Regions from separate parts of the Oryctolagus cuniculus genome. Here region 2 is linked to region 1. A link is a contact called in public Hi-C data. All regions are on one chromosome and are shown on one strand. Each heading gives the region's core, a stretch centred on a gene start, on an enhancer-like site or on the middle of the called end of the contact. The rest is flanking DNA. Distances are from core to core; before and after follow the strand shown. Region 1 overlaps LOC103351973 (a long non-coding RNA gene). Region 2 overlaps HS6ST2 (heparan sulfate 6-O-sulfotransferase 2).

Region 1 (7,364 bases), core at 1,273-3,772:
CCTGTTTGGGGGAAATCAGCTCATTCTTAATCACTTTTTACTCCTAATTTCCCTCTGTAATAAAATTAAGGCCTATACCACCCAGTTTCATCAGAAATGCCTTGTTTATAAGAATTCCATTTCTACTCTACCTAGGCGTAGCTATTCTTCAATTCAGCCTTGATCCCCAATATTTTCCCAATATTATTTGCTTCCATTGGCCAATTCTTAGTGATCCAGGGCTGAGCATAAGTAAATAAACAGATGCAAATAAGGGCCTAGAGCATGTGACTTTTCACACTGCCAAGTTTCCTGAGTCCTCCATTTTCTGAGCTGAGCACTAGGCTTTGTGTGTTGAGTTGAGAGCAGCCATGGCTGGACAGATAGTTCTGAAGTCTGAATTACAAATACCATCCCTCTTCAAGTGACACATATACTCAAATTTCCATCAATTCCACTTAAAAGGGACATATTTGGACTCATGGTTTCATCATTGGAACACAAGTATGTTCACATGTATGATATTATATTACTTTTAATTTCCTATGACTCTGTCAGGTATATGTTTGCCAATTAAGTTTCAGAAATCAATTTTAAGAGTGATTTTTACATAAGACAGTGTGCTTCCAAAGAATTTAGAAAATAATCACTCACTGTTTAAAAATAAAAAGCACTGTCATAAAATATTGAATTAAGCACTATTAACCTTTTGCATATTTATCGCCATTCTTTCAATAGACACACATAATTCTATTTTATGGTAACACAGGACAATAAATTAGTACTTAAATTGGATTTGTATATGCATTATGTTCCAGATTCCAAATTTTCATTTCTGATTCATGGATAGATTGAATTATCATGAAACATGTGCAACATGTGGATTTCAGACAATAAAACATTTGCGAAGAGCTTCTTGATTGACCTGCTCAATAAAAAATACTAGGTTCTCATTTAATTTTGTAAAAATGTATGCACAGGACATAATATAGCCGTAATGCCACAACTTAAGCATCTTAATTTGAGGCCTGCCTTATCTAATCATTACTACAGTGACATGTATCTCTAAAACTTACATTAAAACAAGCACTATATTTTATGCTTATTAGGATTTCTCCCTTTTTATACTTTTCAAAATTTATACCAAATTTGTTTTATATTTTCTAAAAAATTTAAATAAAAGTTATAATTGATATCTCTCATCCAGATGTATATCCTAAGAAAACACACAACACTTTCCATGTAGCTATAATTTTTGCTAATATCTATATATAAACACAAATACAGAAATAAATATATCAATTGATAATTTCCAGTTAAAATGAATACTCACTATAATACTTGCCATGATTATAAATGTGCAAATTTTAAAAATGCTTACTCATCTCTCTTTTTATATATATATATATATATTACACACACACAAGAGTGCTGCAAAAAGTTCATGAATACAAATTTTAAAAATACTGTATTTTCATGCAAAAAAATCTGTAATCCATGAACATAAGAAGTTTTTATAAAGTTCATGAACAATTCATAGCATGAAAAAATATGCTGGGATTTCAACATGCTTTTGCACAAAAAACCAACTTTTCTTTTAATTCAATTTTGCATGAACTTTGTGAAGCCTCTTTGTATATATGTTTATTTTTAAACATGATTGCATGGACAAAGTCTTCAGCAGTACCTTAAATCATTTGCACACTTGCATATCAATATGCATTCGTGAATGCTTGGAATTTTTCTGTATTTTGCTCTAGAAGGCATTTCTATTCTAAGAAATCATAAAAGTTATACCTGCTGCTGGCAAAGCACTTATAAACTAGAAAATAAATGGTACTACGTCAGTGTAAGAACAAATGGCCACTTTAACAATGTCCTTGCTGTGCATTCTTGTATCTCTGCAGGTTTAACATGCACTTAAATAAAAATAACATTCAAATCCCCTTGTACTTGAACATTAAAACCAGCTTTCCTCATTTGCAGCTTGAACATTTTTCAAGTATCATTAAATATTCTTTGGAATACTGACACATTTTACCATTTTGCCATCTGTTTTTCTCATTTTTTAGAAACAATGTACCTGCTACAACAGCCATGTACGAAGACGTGAAGCAGAGTCGCAGGAAATGCCACTTCCAGCAGACAAGGACTTTTAAAAGGTAGGTTCATCTTCAGTCTTCTCCTTTTGTTTTTGGTCTCCATCTGTTTGGGCGCGGTCTGCTCTCCTAGCAGAAAAGCTAACACTTCTTAGCTTAGCTGGGTGGTTCCACTTCTTTTCAAGGCCCTCCAAGCTCCAAACAGCTTGGGTGCACCTGAGACCTTCAGCATGCAGAGCACATGGAGCCCTGCTATAAACTACCTGGTATTGTCTTGTTCTCTGCATTTCAAGTCCCTAGAGCTTGGGAACACCACGTGTCAGCTTTCCCCAGGTTCTGAGGGGCAGGGAGCAAGACAAATAGCCACAGACCCTGGACTTTGTCAGTTGGTGGAATTCCTCTAGTCCCGCCCACACTGGGAGGATGCCAAGACTCCACCCCATGACTTCCTGTGCCCAGACTTCCTGGCAGCGGCAGACGTAGTCGTGCTTCCCGCGTGGGCAGCTGCTATACCTGGACTCCATCTTTGATCTTCGTCCAGAACTCTAGGGAGGCCCCAGGAGGCGGAACTGAGAGCCAACTAGGACCGGGCCTGCTTAAGCTTGTGACAGAATGGGGCTTTCCCAGTTAAGGACGCTAAAGGAAGAAGCCTTGGGGGTTTTTAATCACTCATTTCCTCATGATGGCAGTGTTGCTCTAGGAACGGCAACTAACAATGCCCTCTCCCCGCCCCCCAGCCCTCTTCTCCCGCCCATCCAGTGTGAAAAAAAATGTGACCAAGTGACAAAAGCCCCAGGAAATATGGCTGCCTTGTTTGTTACCCAGTTTAAAGAAACTGTTCACACTCTGATGATTTTGCTTTTAGTATCTAACTGAAATCTGGGGCCTAAAACTACACACTCATCAAGGGGTCTTTTCAGTTCAGAAATTCAGTTTCCACTTACCTAGCCTTTGCAGTTCTTTTTCTCAACTTTTTTCAGCATTTTCTCATAGTACCCAATTGTCTTGGACTATCAGAGTGCAAGTTTCAGGGATCCAGATCAGAAAGAAAATGGTTGCACCTAAGGGCTTAGAGAAGAGCAAATCTAGGAACAAGTACATTTGATTCTTGACCTGGCTCACTTTCCAAGTTCCACCATTTTCTGGCCTGGATAGCAGGCCTGTGTGTTGAGGGAGAAGCAGCTATTTGTCTAGAACTCTAAGGAAGGTAGTTCTCAAGACTGGCTGCTATACAGTGCCCATTTGGAGAGACGCACCTACTCAAGTATGTATAAATTCCCATCAGAGGAGGCTAATGTAGTCTAATGGTTTCATCATTGAAGACTGGAACACAGGGACATTTCCATGTAGTTATTAAGGCTGACAATGGCTTCCTATGACTTTATTGTGTATGTTCATGTCACTTAGGGATCAGTTTCTCAGAAGCAACTGAGACATACAAATGAGTCAAAAACGAACTATATGAAAATGAAGACTAAAAGCAGTGATAAATGGTACTTTTCAGTGAGACTGATAAACATTTGGATTATGTTTCAACACACCAATAACAACTGAATGTTAATATACTTACTAATTTTGATGCATGCACACAAACATCTGTATTTAGCTTCATACAAAATAATTTTCTATTAAAATTTGGCTTTGTTACCAGTTGGATCATATTTTCACTTGTTTCCTGGGAAGTTTGTCATTATTGTGAAAATCCACAAGACCTAAATTTTTAGTAAATGAAATATTAGCCAAAAAAACCCTCATATGGCCATATTCACTAAAAATATTAGTAGAGTCATAGTGAAGACATTTTCAATTCATAAAACAATTTTTTAACAAGCAGAAATTTAATGCCTATGATGCCATCCCTCAGGTATCAAGATTTGAAGATTTATGTTTTCTAAACTTTATTATGTTCACATATACAGTATATAAGTATATTCCCTAAAATAAACAAACATGTATACCTCACAGAATGCAGCTTTTTCTCCCTTCTCAAAATTTTAACCTACAGTTTTACCTGACATTCAATCTTATTATTAAAAATATAACAGATTATATTATTGTATAAACAAAATGTGTGCATACCTCCTATACCATGATCCAGATGCACATTTTCTCAAAGCTTCAAGTCAATACATTCACTATTTTTGTAGCCATCTACAATATTTCACACATATTTCCCTGCATATTTGGCTACTAAAAATTGGATCTTGCAATTTTTTCATGATAATGAAATCTGCCAACAAAACAAGTGAAAATATGATCCAAATCATGATAAATAGATGAATCCCATTTTAATGTAGACTTATGGCTGTTGGTGAAGCCAAATATAAAATTTGAATATGTATGCATATGTACATACACACATGTATATACATATACATACAAACTCATGCATATATGGAAAAGAGGGAAGTTTAATTGCATTGTTACTATAATAATCACCATGATTTAAAGATATAATTTTTGACCATGAGTACATGTATAGACATATATATATGCTAATGTATGGTAGCTTTGGGATCCGCAAGGAGGGAAGGCCTATACTTCCGGGAATGGAGAGTCCCTAACTCGCACTTCAGGGGAAGAAAAGTCCTAGTCCAGGTCCCCACAGGTGTCTAAAGGTCAACCAGTGAGGATCAGAACTGCCCCAACCTTTAACCCCCGTGCCCTGTATCTATAAAAGGAGCCCTCCCAACCTCTGACGTGCAACTTCCCCGGCCCCCGCTCTGTTGGGACCGGGGAACCTCACCCGGGAGCGGAATCCCAATAAAAGCTTGTGAATTCATTGATTCATCTGCCTGGGAAGATTTGTTACGCACTGGACACCTTGCAATGTATATCTTTATTTCCACAATCAAGAGAATATGGAGTCATTTTGAAAAAAAATCTTCATCATTATCTTACACAAATTGTCATGTTTCCACACACATATATGTATTTGGAAAACTTGAAATTTCTTCATTCCATTATAATCTTAGTATCCAAGATATTCAAAAAAGCAATACCTGCTGTGCACAATTGTTCAAATTTTTGAAATTTCACAAAGCTAAAAATAAACTGACTCAATCCCTACAAGAATAGTTTTCAATGTCACCCTCATCTCTTAATTATATGCATCTAATGAGTTTTTAAATAATATTCAAATTCCTTGTATCTTCTGAGTTCAAATATGTTTTCTGTACTGAATGTAACTACAACGTTTTTCACATTTCATTATCCTTTGGAATACTATTTTTAAGAGAGTAGCCTCTGACATTTGGAATTTCTCAAAATTAAACATGCTTCTTAACAATATGTTCAGTTACAAATTCATTTACAAAGAAGTGCGGTGAAATCACAGGTGATGCCACCTCAAATGGAGAAAGACTTGTAAAGTATGATTGTATCTTCAAACCTTCTCTTGTGTATGCTCAAGACTACTGATTCCTTAGATTTGTTTTGTGTCATCAAGCCAGCAAGTTTTACCAATAATTTCTTCTGTACATGTTTGTTCTAGATTTGTGATTGAATTCAAATACATAAGCATTGTGAAAAATCGTGTAGAATACACAAATCAATGAAAGACATGAATACTGTATCCCAACTCAACCTACCCCAAAGGAACCTCTATTGGTATTTTAATGGGTGCATGTATTGAAATGTTGAAAATAAGATGTGCAGGCATTCATGAAAGCTGACATTATTTACACATTTATCCACAGAGGAATGCATGACTATTTGTTTTCTTCAATTATGTCATGGTTAAAATGTAGGTTGAATTTTGTGTCACTATTTCATTACTCAGCATTGGATGACAGATAACTAGTTATGATAGTTCTTTATTTTTTTAAACTCATAAAATTATTTTACTGATAATCAATGCTTAAGCATAATATATGCAACTGACAAAGTAAAGATAAACTGAGTAGTTACGAAACAGGAAGAGAGGATACTCCTGATCACGTGCTTCAATCTCTTGGATTCTGCCTTTGCTTCTATATGTTTTGTATTTGTGTATGTCTGTGTGTGTATACACATGTGATTCTATGGTTACCTACAGGAATTTTTTTGGTATGAATTTCAACTGACATGATCTATATATGGGATTTTCTTGTGACTTGAAATTGTCTTTTTTTTCACACCTTTCTCAGGTCTTTTATAGCAAGCCCATCTTAAATATGCCTAAGAAGAGGGGCCAGTGCTGTGGCGCAAGGGTTTAAAGCCCAGCCTGCAGTGCCAGCATCCCATATGGGCACCAGTTTGAGCCCCCTCTGCTCCATTTCCAATCCATCTCTCTGCTGATGTGCTTGGGAAAATAGTTAGAAAATGGCCCAAATCCTTGAGGCCCTGCAGCCAGAAGAAGCGCCTGGCTCCTGGCTTTGGATTGGCTCAGCTCCAGCTGTTGAAGCCATTTGAGGAGTGAACCAGCAGATAAAGACTTCTCTCTCTTTCACTTACTCTGGCTTTCTGTAACACTGCCTTTCAAATAAAGACAGTTGATCTTAAAAATGTTCAATATTTGCCAAAATCTTTTGTTTCATTATTAATAGTAGGACATTTAACCATTCTAGCAAGTATATAGAACTGTGTTTATTCTACAATAAAATCTTAAAAATGATGTTTTATAACTTGCAACTTTATTAAATGAATATTGGGACTCTTTTTTCTTGTTTTGTGTGTATTTCAAAAGCTACCCTTACTTGTTTTCAAATATTTCAGGCATAGTTGTGAGGCTCTATATTATATCCTTTTAAAAAAACAGAAGCTAAATTTTGTTTCATGACTGATTCTTTTTATAATTATTATTAATACAAAGAGAACATATTTCATCTGTTTTATAGGTACAATTCTAAGAAGATAACTATGTTTCCCTCCCTCAGTACACCTTCTTTCCTCTTGCTTTAATTTTTGCAAAAACATAATTTCAATCCACTCACCGCCTTATTGCATCCCTAAGCATAATTTTCAACAAGTAAAAAGTAGAAAGCCTGCAGTTCCATAGGAGTATAAAAAAGAACTAAAAACAACAAATGACAATATGTCCATTTCATTCCTATACTTTTTTTGTATTTTATATTAAGCAACTACATATCAGAGAAAGCATATGATATTTGTCTTTTGGGGGCCGGTTTATTTCACTAAGTATACTGGTTTTCAGTTGCATCCATTTTGTTTCAAAAGACAGGATTTCATTCTTTTTATGGCTAAGTAGTATTCCATAGTGTATATATACCACATTTTCTTTATCCAGTCATCAGTTGATGGACATCTGGGCTGAGTCCACATCTTAGCTACTGTGAATTGAGCTGC
Region 2 (7,364 bases), core at 2,473-4,972, 790 kb after region 1:
GGTGCCCTAAAGCAAAACTCCAGTCTCCTACCTTTTCCTTACTTGGGTGAAATGGCCCTGCTCACCAAGGGTATCTATCCTCCACAAGGGGAAAGGGATTCAACTTTCATTTCCTAAATATGTCAACTTTTTGACCTCCATGTTCTTGTTCATAGTTCCTTCCAAGGGGCCATGAGAACCTTATACAACTGGGACCTTTGGCCACCCAATATTTATTATTTCTGTTTGTGTACAATTTTCAAACTTTTGGTTTTACATTATAAAGTCAAAACACTATTTTCAAATGTACTTAAATTAGGTTATTTACCCCTTTCACTATGGCCAAGTTGCTCATTTGTTCTGTTAGATTCATTTGTCCCTGTCTAAAATCCATCTTTGATTCCCCTGATAGCCCAGCTTGATTTTTAATTAGCATAAAGCATAATTCTCTCTTTGTGGCACACAGTTCTATGGGTTTTGACAAATGCACCCACCACCCCAGTGCCACACAGAGTGAGCCTTTCATGCTAAAAATATCTTTATGGATTCCCCTTTGTAGGCTGGCCTCCCCTTACTCAAACCACTATAAACTACTTATTTGTTTTATATCTCTATAATTTTGCCTTTTTCAGAATGCCATATAAATAGAATCATACAATTACATAAAACAAAAATCAATTTACTACCATTTATTCCATCCCAAGTTCTTTTGTTTGTTGTTTAGTTCCAAGCCAGTGGTATTTTCCCAATCATTCTACCTGAAGAACTTCCTTTAATGTTTTTTGCGGCTATCTAATTATTGCTCAATAACCAGTTACTGGGAATAACTTCATAAGTACAAATAGTTTACAGGCTAACAATGCTCCCATCCCCCAAATCTGTAGCGTTGTTCTCTCTAGCCCATTGAACTGATATCTTGAGTGTCTTTGTTTAGGAGCAAGGACAAATCATCCCACCCATCATCCTAACCACAAAAGTTTGGAAAAATATGTACATTGAATATAATTAGAGCAAAGTGTGCCAATATGTTAATTCTTACCTTTAAACTCCTACTCTGTGGATAGACTGGAGAAACATAAAGAGAGCTTTTTTTCCTTTCTGAATGCTCTTGAATATGCAAATATCTAATAACTTTAAGTTGAAACATATGTGCATTTCATTTGCATACCAAACCTTGTCTTTTATGGACAACTTTCTTTTACTCAAAACACCAACTTCCAGAAAGATATACCCCAAATTAAGGCCATGTTACCATGAGAGGTTACAGTGGGGGCATCACATTTCCATACCCGGATGTCAAGAGAGAGAAAGGAAAACTCCTTGTGAAAAGTAATTCTGTTCTGGTCAATGACGTTGAAGGTATATTGGGTGCAAACCTCAGAACCATGAAATGACTCAGAGCCTGTAATTTAAACTTTATTTCATATCTATTGTTAAATTACACAAAAATCAGTGAATGGTTTGTAAAGCTACACCATTGGACAGAAGTTTACAGTTGAAATCATGTGATTTACATGACAATGACAAAAATGTATATTTATATCATCCCCTATATACAATAATCAGTATAGACAGAGAAAAATGTACTTTATCTCTGCAAACCATGCACACCACAGCAATAACACAAAATGGTTTTTCTATAACAAGCTCTTCCACTGGCTTGGGCTTTGTCCTGCTTTGCAGCACTACCTGTCGGTTTGAAGAACAACCATCTTCAATTAAAACTAAAACAAAATTGAAAATACCAAAGTGCTCAACAGAATATTTTAAAAACACAGTGTACACAAAATAGCTTCACTCTAAAACACTCTGACATGTCAAGGTGTGTGTTTTGGAAAACAAATTCCTTGCAGGATTTAGGTCTCAAAATTCCCAGGACTGTGATACTGTTTGCCAAAACAAAAGGTAGAAATCATAATACAAGCTCAGAGTCAAGAAAACACACTTTAAAACCAAATACTTAACTTCTTGTCTAGTTTGTGGCCATATTATTACAGATGAAACTAGATCACACACATGAGCAGATGGGACAAGATGTGACTTCATGGTCACACTTCTAAGCATGTCCCTACTACAAATATAAATGCCAGCTCCAATCACCTTATTTGATTGATAGCCAGGAGGTTAGTATACGTCCTTACAAAATGGAGCAAAACCCGTAAAACAGAAACTGCCCAGAATCATGACATGTGCTTGACAGCACAGTGGGTTCCATTCTTCTTTCTACATTGCTCAATTTGCAATTGATACCATAAAAGTATTATTTTTGCACAGACTTACACTCCCAAATCACTCTTCTCAACTCACATGTTTCTGATACTTAACTTCATGTCAGGACACTTTTTCCTAGTGTTCTTTCTTAAACAAAAACCTGGTAGAAGGATTAACCCAAAGTATCAGGGGGTAGCTTTTGGTATTATTGAGTAACTCCGGCTATCCCAATGTTCATTCTACCATTTATCAGCCTTTGCTCTTGCAATTGTTTATAAATGTGTCCACATGAAAAAGAACTAATGGGCTAGAAATAGCCAGCTCAACCAGAAACATTACAATACAGGTATACAAAAAGTAAAGAACAGTTCACATTCAGGTTCAGTTATATCTGATCAAGAATAACTTCAAGAATATTTTTAGACACGTTATCCTGCTCAAGAGTCTCTTGATAAGGACCTCACTACACAAACATTGATAAGACATGTTTATAGAAAGAAAGCCCTGACTTTAAATGCAGGATTATTATATACCACAATAAATTCAGAAACACACCATTTAGATGATGAAGAAAGAGTCTATACATGAGTTAGTTTGGAATGAGCACAACTTGGAGAAGCCTTAAAATAATGAGAAGCAGCGCCAAAAAGATTCCAGAGCTGTTGAGATTACAGTGCCAGGGAAGCATCTGGAAATTAGATCTTTACATTGGTATTCCATTTGGAAACAAAAGTGTTCTGTTTGATATGAGACACACCCTGTTTAAAACCTTTAAACAGTAGAAGGTATAAAAAGTTTAAAATTTAAACATCCCTTGAATTACAAGATAGGAATCCTGTTCTTGAAAAGCCAGAATTTTTATATAAAACCACCCATGTTGGGGAGAAGAATTTTTCATTTTCTACATTTTTGGTGAAATTTATCATCAGTTGTTATTCTACTTCAATAGATTCCTTGTTAAAATCAGAACAAAATGAAAGGTTTTGTGTTTCACTTCTGTCAGTTTGCTTATACTTATGCTTATTCTTGGGAAAAAAAAAAGTTTGCTTCTAAGATTGGGTTTTAACAGTGTATCATGAATCATTTAAAGTCCATTTCTTAGCCATAAGTTAAATGGTTGCATTTGATGTTTTCATTTTGTCTCCCTAACTAATTTAAGAACTTCTTAAAATATCTAAACAGCAATTTCTGGTGAGTCTGGTTTGGCTTTTGGATTTCATAAATAGACCAATCCCAAAAAAGACAATTTAATTACATACTGAGATTTGTTTTACCCATGCACAGTATAACATTTAATTGAAAGGCAACTGTAAAGGCAACATCTAAACTTTTTTTTTAAAATCTTCCCAAGTTAAGGAAGCAGGGTGTGTTTGGACACTTTGATCTTTTAGGATCTGCCATCTATTTGGTGGCGCATTGAGGGAAGTGTGCACAAGCCTTTCTGAGTCAACTAACGCCATTTCTCTACACTGCCTATGTAGTCATGGGTACCGTTGCTGGCGTGGCTGCTCTCATTGCGCCCCTGCCCTGGTTTCTGCCTCTGGCTATCCCGGGTCTCCTTCTGGCTCAAATTCTGACTCGAACTCTGAGTCAGATTCTGAATCAGATTGTGCAGCAGATTCTGAGTCAGATTCTGAATTGCATTCAGATTTGGGTTCTGACTCAGATTCTGACTTGGATTCTGGCTCTGACCTTGACTGTGGCTCTGAAAATGGGTCTGAAGGAACCTACCCTTCAGAAATTTGCGTTGTTCCTGACGCTTCCGCCTGGCTTCCTGATGCTCTTTCTGCCTCATAAACTGATACCTTTGCAAAAAGAGATCTTTGGCATAGCTGTACAATTCCATATCCAGAAAATTCAGTCCCTCAATGCGCTTTTGGATTTCCTCATTGATCTCTACACTAGAGGCCCTAGTGGTATTATACTGGGTAAACGGCGAAATGAAGTTCATGTTGAAGGTCTTCTCAAACAGATACTGGGTCTTCCGCTGAAACTCAGTGAGGCCAAAGAATGCCATGTGCTTCAGATTTGATTTGGCACTTTCCAGCAGGACTTTGTTTCTTTGCTTTTCAGGCATGACAGACAGGTTGTAGCAGCCTACCAGAGTCAAGTCTGAGAGCATGCGCACCTGGCGGTTGTTGGCTAGGTTATAAGGGCAGTCCATGAACTCTTTGAGTGGGCAGCCAGACCAGTCATCGCCAGTGTAGCAGCTGGGCAGCTCTTCAGATGTTGGGGGCCTTCCATCACACACGTGCAGGGATGCTTTCCATGTCGCCCCTCTCTGGACATGCCTCCACTCACTCAAGTAGCGGGACACAGGGTCGCGGAGGATGGTGATGTAGTGGAAGTTCCTGTGGATAAAGCACAAAGACCCAAAGTCAGAGATGTGGCTGACATAAGTGGAGTCAGGGAGGTACATGGCACATGTGACGTTCACTAGCCATTAAGAAAGACAAGGGGGGAATGCTAAGGTCCGAGTGCCATGTGTCCTGTGAACTCTGCTGCAGCCCCCGTCCCTCCATCAGTCCCGTTAGCCTAGCAGGATAGCTAATTGTTTCACTGAATCTGCAGCTAAAGCAGGTACAAAGCGGTTACTCTCAAGACATCAGCTTGGCTGTTCATCCCCACTTCCCTTCTATTGCTCCTGCTCCAGCCGATGGCAAATCCTCCTGGTGACGCACTGGCTAAGTAGGTAACCATGTTGTTTATGGTCCCAAAGCCCCCGTTTCCTGATCATGAAATGGAGACTCGGTGGAAGCAAATGATTTATTGACATGAAATGGAGTTGATAAGTGAGCTCGAATTCTAATCTTTCTTATTCAATATGCACATGCATTTTCCCAATATCCAGTCTAATCTAAATGTCTTTAAAAAAAAAAAAAAGAACAAACCTCGCTGGAAGAGCGTTTGCTATGATACTCTTGATTCTGGCTGTTGTCATAACATCAGGGCCTCGTACGTTATGGAAATGGAATGCAGAGATAGGCAGAATAGCTTGGCCTCCAGAAATAAACGGGACTGAAATAGACACAGTAGCTGCCAATGGCACATATGCAAGCTACTACCTCGATTTCAGCCCTTGCTCACATGATAATATTCCCAGGTAGGAAAGTTGACTCTATCAGCGCCAAAACGTCCCTGTTCCTTACCAACACCGACAGGACACATGAATGTCAGCAAGTGTGGAGGCTTTGAGGTATGGCTATCTTCTCTCCGGAGCTGCAAATAGATACCGTGCCTGGCTTAAACAGCAGACCAGCTAACACTGAAACTACACACCGACACACTCACATCCATGCCCCCAACAGGTGCACACACTCACGGCCCCAGACCTTCAAAACATCCAGGTCTCGGATGTGATGGCGCAAGGCCACGGATAGGAAACAAGACTGAGAAGTTTGTTTCAAAGCAGGCACGGCGGAGGTCACGGAAAAGTGTATTGTGGAAGGAAAATGGCAATAAACACAGATTATTTCCTGTCATTTCTTAAAGGAAACCTGGGATACGGCTTACAACTCTTCTGAAATGCGCTTGTCTCCATCTGAGGGAATGGTGGCTTTCTATACAAATCAGAGAACACAGAGGAAGCCTGCTCAGCCTGACTGAATGCTGGCTGATGTCCTCTGGGGACATGGTGCTTCCCAGCTCTTTGGTTTCCAGCAACTCAGGCATCCAGAGACCTATCCTCTATGTCTCTGTTCTATGCAGGGTAAGATCTTCCTTTGTTAGCTGCGAAATTTTACCCAGGCTTCAAGCACCAATTCATCCTTTGATAAACTCTACCCCACCCCTTGCTGCCAGTCTTCACTTCTTCTGGGTTGCCATTGTGTTTCCATGCTCAGCCTTTGTTAAAACATTTTTTTAAATATTTATTTATTTATAAGTCAGAGTCAAGGAGAGAGAAGGGAGAGAGAGATAAAGAGAGAGAGAGAGAGAGAGAGAGAGAGATAACTGCCATCTGCTGGTTCACTCCCAAGATGGCTGCAATGGCTAGGACTGGGCCAGGCTGAAGCCAGGAGCCTGGAGCTTCTCCTGGGGCTTCCATGTGGATGCAGGGGCCCAAGCACTTGGGCCACCCTCCACTGCTTTCCCCAGGCCATTAGCACAGAACTGGATAAGAAGTGTAGCACTGGGGATATGAACCGGTGCCCACATGGGAAGCCAGCATCACAAGCAGTGGCCTTACACACTATGTTTTATGTAATAAAAAATTATGTAATAAAATTTACATTTTATTACAATTACTTGTTTGCATTTCCATTTAATCTCTATGTTTTCCAGGACAGGAAGTCAGCCCTATGCTTCCATAACCCTCATCCCATCCATTCCAGCAGCCTTTATATTTGGCACAGAGCCGAATCTCAGTAACTCTTTTAAAAACTGCTCATTTTAAAGAACTATTCCAAAGGCTGGCGCTGTGTCACAGCAGGCTAAGACATGGACTGGGCACCGGTTGGAGTCCCAGCTGATTTCGGCCTGGCCCAGCCCTGGTCATTACAGCCATTTAGGGATTGAACCAGTGGACTGAAGGATCTCTCTCTCTCTCTCTCTCTCTCTCTCTCTCTCTCTCTCTTTCTCTTTCTCTCTCTCCTCCTCCTCTCTATGTAACTCTGCCTTTCAAATAAACAAACAAATCTTTAAAAATTAAAAAAAGAGAACTATTCCATGGATGAGGGGAAGGAGAGCGCTGGGGTCATACAAATACTTTAGATCTTCTTCCAAGAACCTTGCAAAAATCACAGGAAGATTTTAAAAATTCATCTTTTAAAAAATTCACCTTATATGCTTTTTTGGAATAAACAAGCATTGGGCACAAGAGAAGCATCTGGGGCTGAGTGTGGAGAGGGGGCACAGAGCACCTTAATTTATCTTACTACTTTTCCCAGGACCTGACCTAGCTAGTGCCACGAAAAATCTTCTCTGTAAAAACACACTGCCAAGAGTGGTAACTTTTGTCCCCTAGCAGCCTTTACCAATAAAGTTACTACTATGCCCTTGGGCTTCCTCCTTCTACTGCTAGTTTTGGTGTTCATTCATTCATTCAGTACATATAATCGAGCCTTTATGCTACGCCTGAGGCAATAGTTTGGTGGCAATTAGACCGATGATTTGGAGGGGGGGAAAGGTATTAAATCTAGTGACACATTTGGGTTAACTTCTCAACCAGTTTTTCC

What was found. A called contact is a pair of places that touch in the nucleus more often than the background predicts.
Region 2: a contact with region 1 is called in a Hi-C map of an unstated tissue, with 5 times the contacts expected there. The contact joins two enhancer-like sites. A contact is called at or near these places in 2 of 6 Hi-C or Micro-C datasets (skin fibroblasts and an unstated tissue).

What each region holds. Positions count from the first base shown.
Region 1 is chrX:109,450,744-109,458,107 of mOryCun1.1, forward strand. It overlaps LOC103351973 (a long non-coding RNA gene), which reads right to left. Exons shown (of 4, transcript XR_011385395.1): 2 at 2,063-7,364. Among named protein-coding and RNA genes, the nearest start is that of STK26, 150 kb to the right of the region's middle. Within about 2 kb of position 2,523, at least 3 of the 8 cell types and tissues checked have an H3K27ac peak or open chromatin away from gene starts, as enhancers often do.
Region 2 is chrX:110,234,744-110,242,107 of mOryCun1.1, forward strand. It overlaps HS6ST2 (heparan sulfate 6-O-sulfotransferase 2), which reads right to left. Exons shown (of 4, transcript XM_008273223.4): 4 at 1,383-4,541. The coding sequence ends at 3,641. Among named protein-coding and RNA genes, the nearest start is that of MBNL3, 180 kb to the left of the region's middle. Within about 2 kb of position 3,723, at least 1 of the 8 cell types and tissues checked has an H3K27ac peak or open chromatin away from gene starts, as enhancers often do.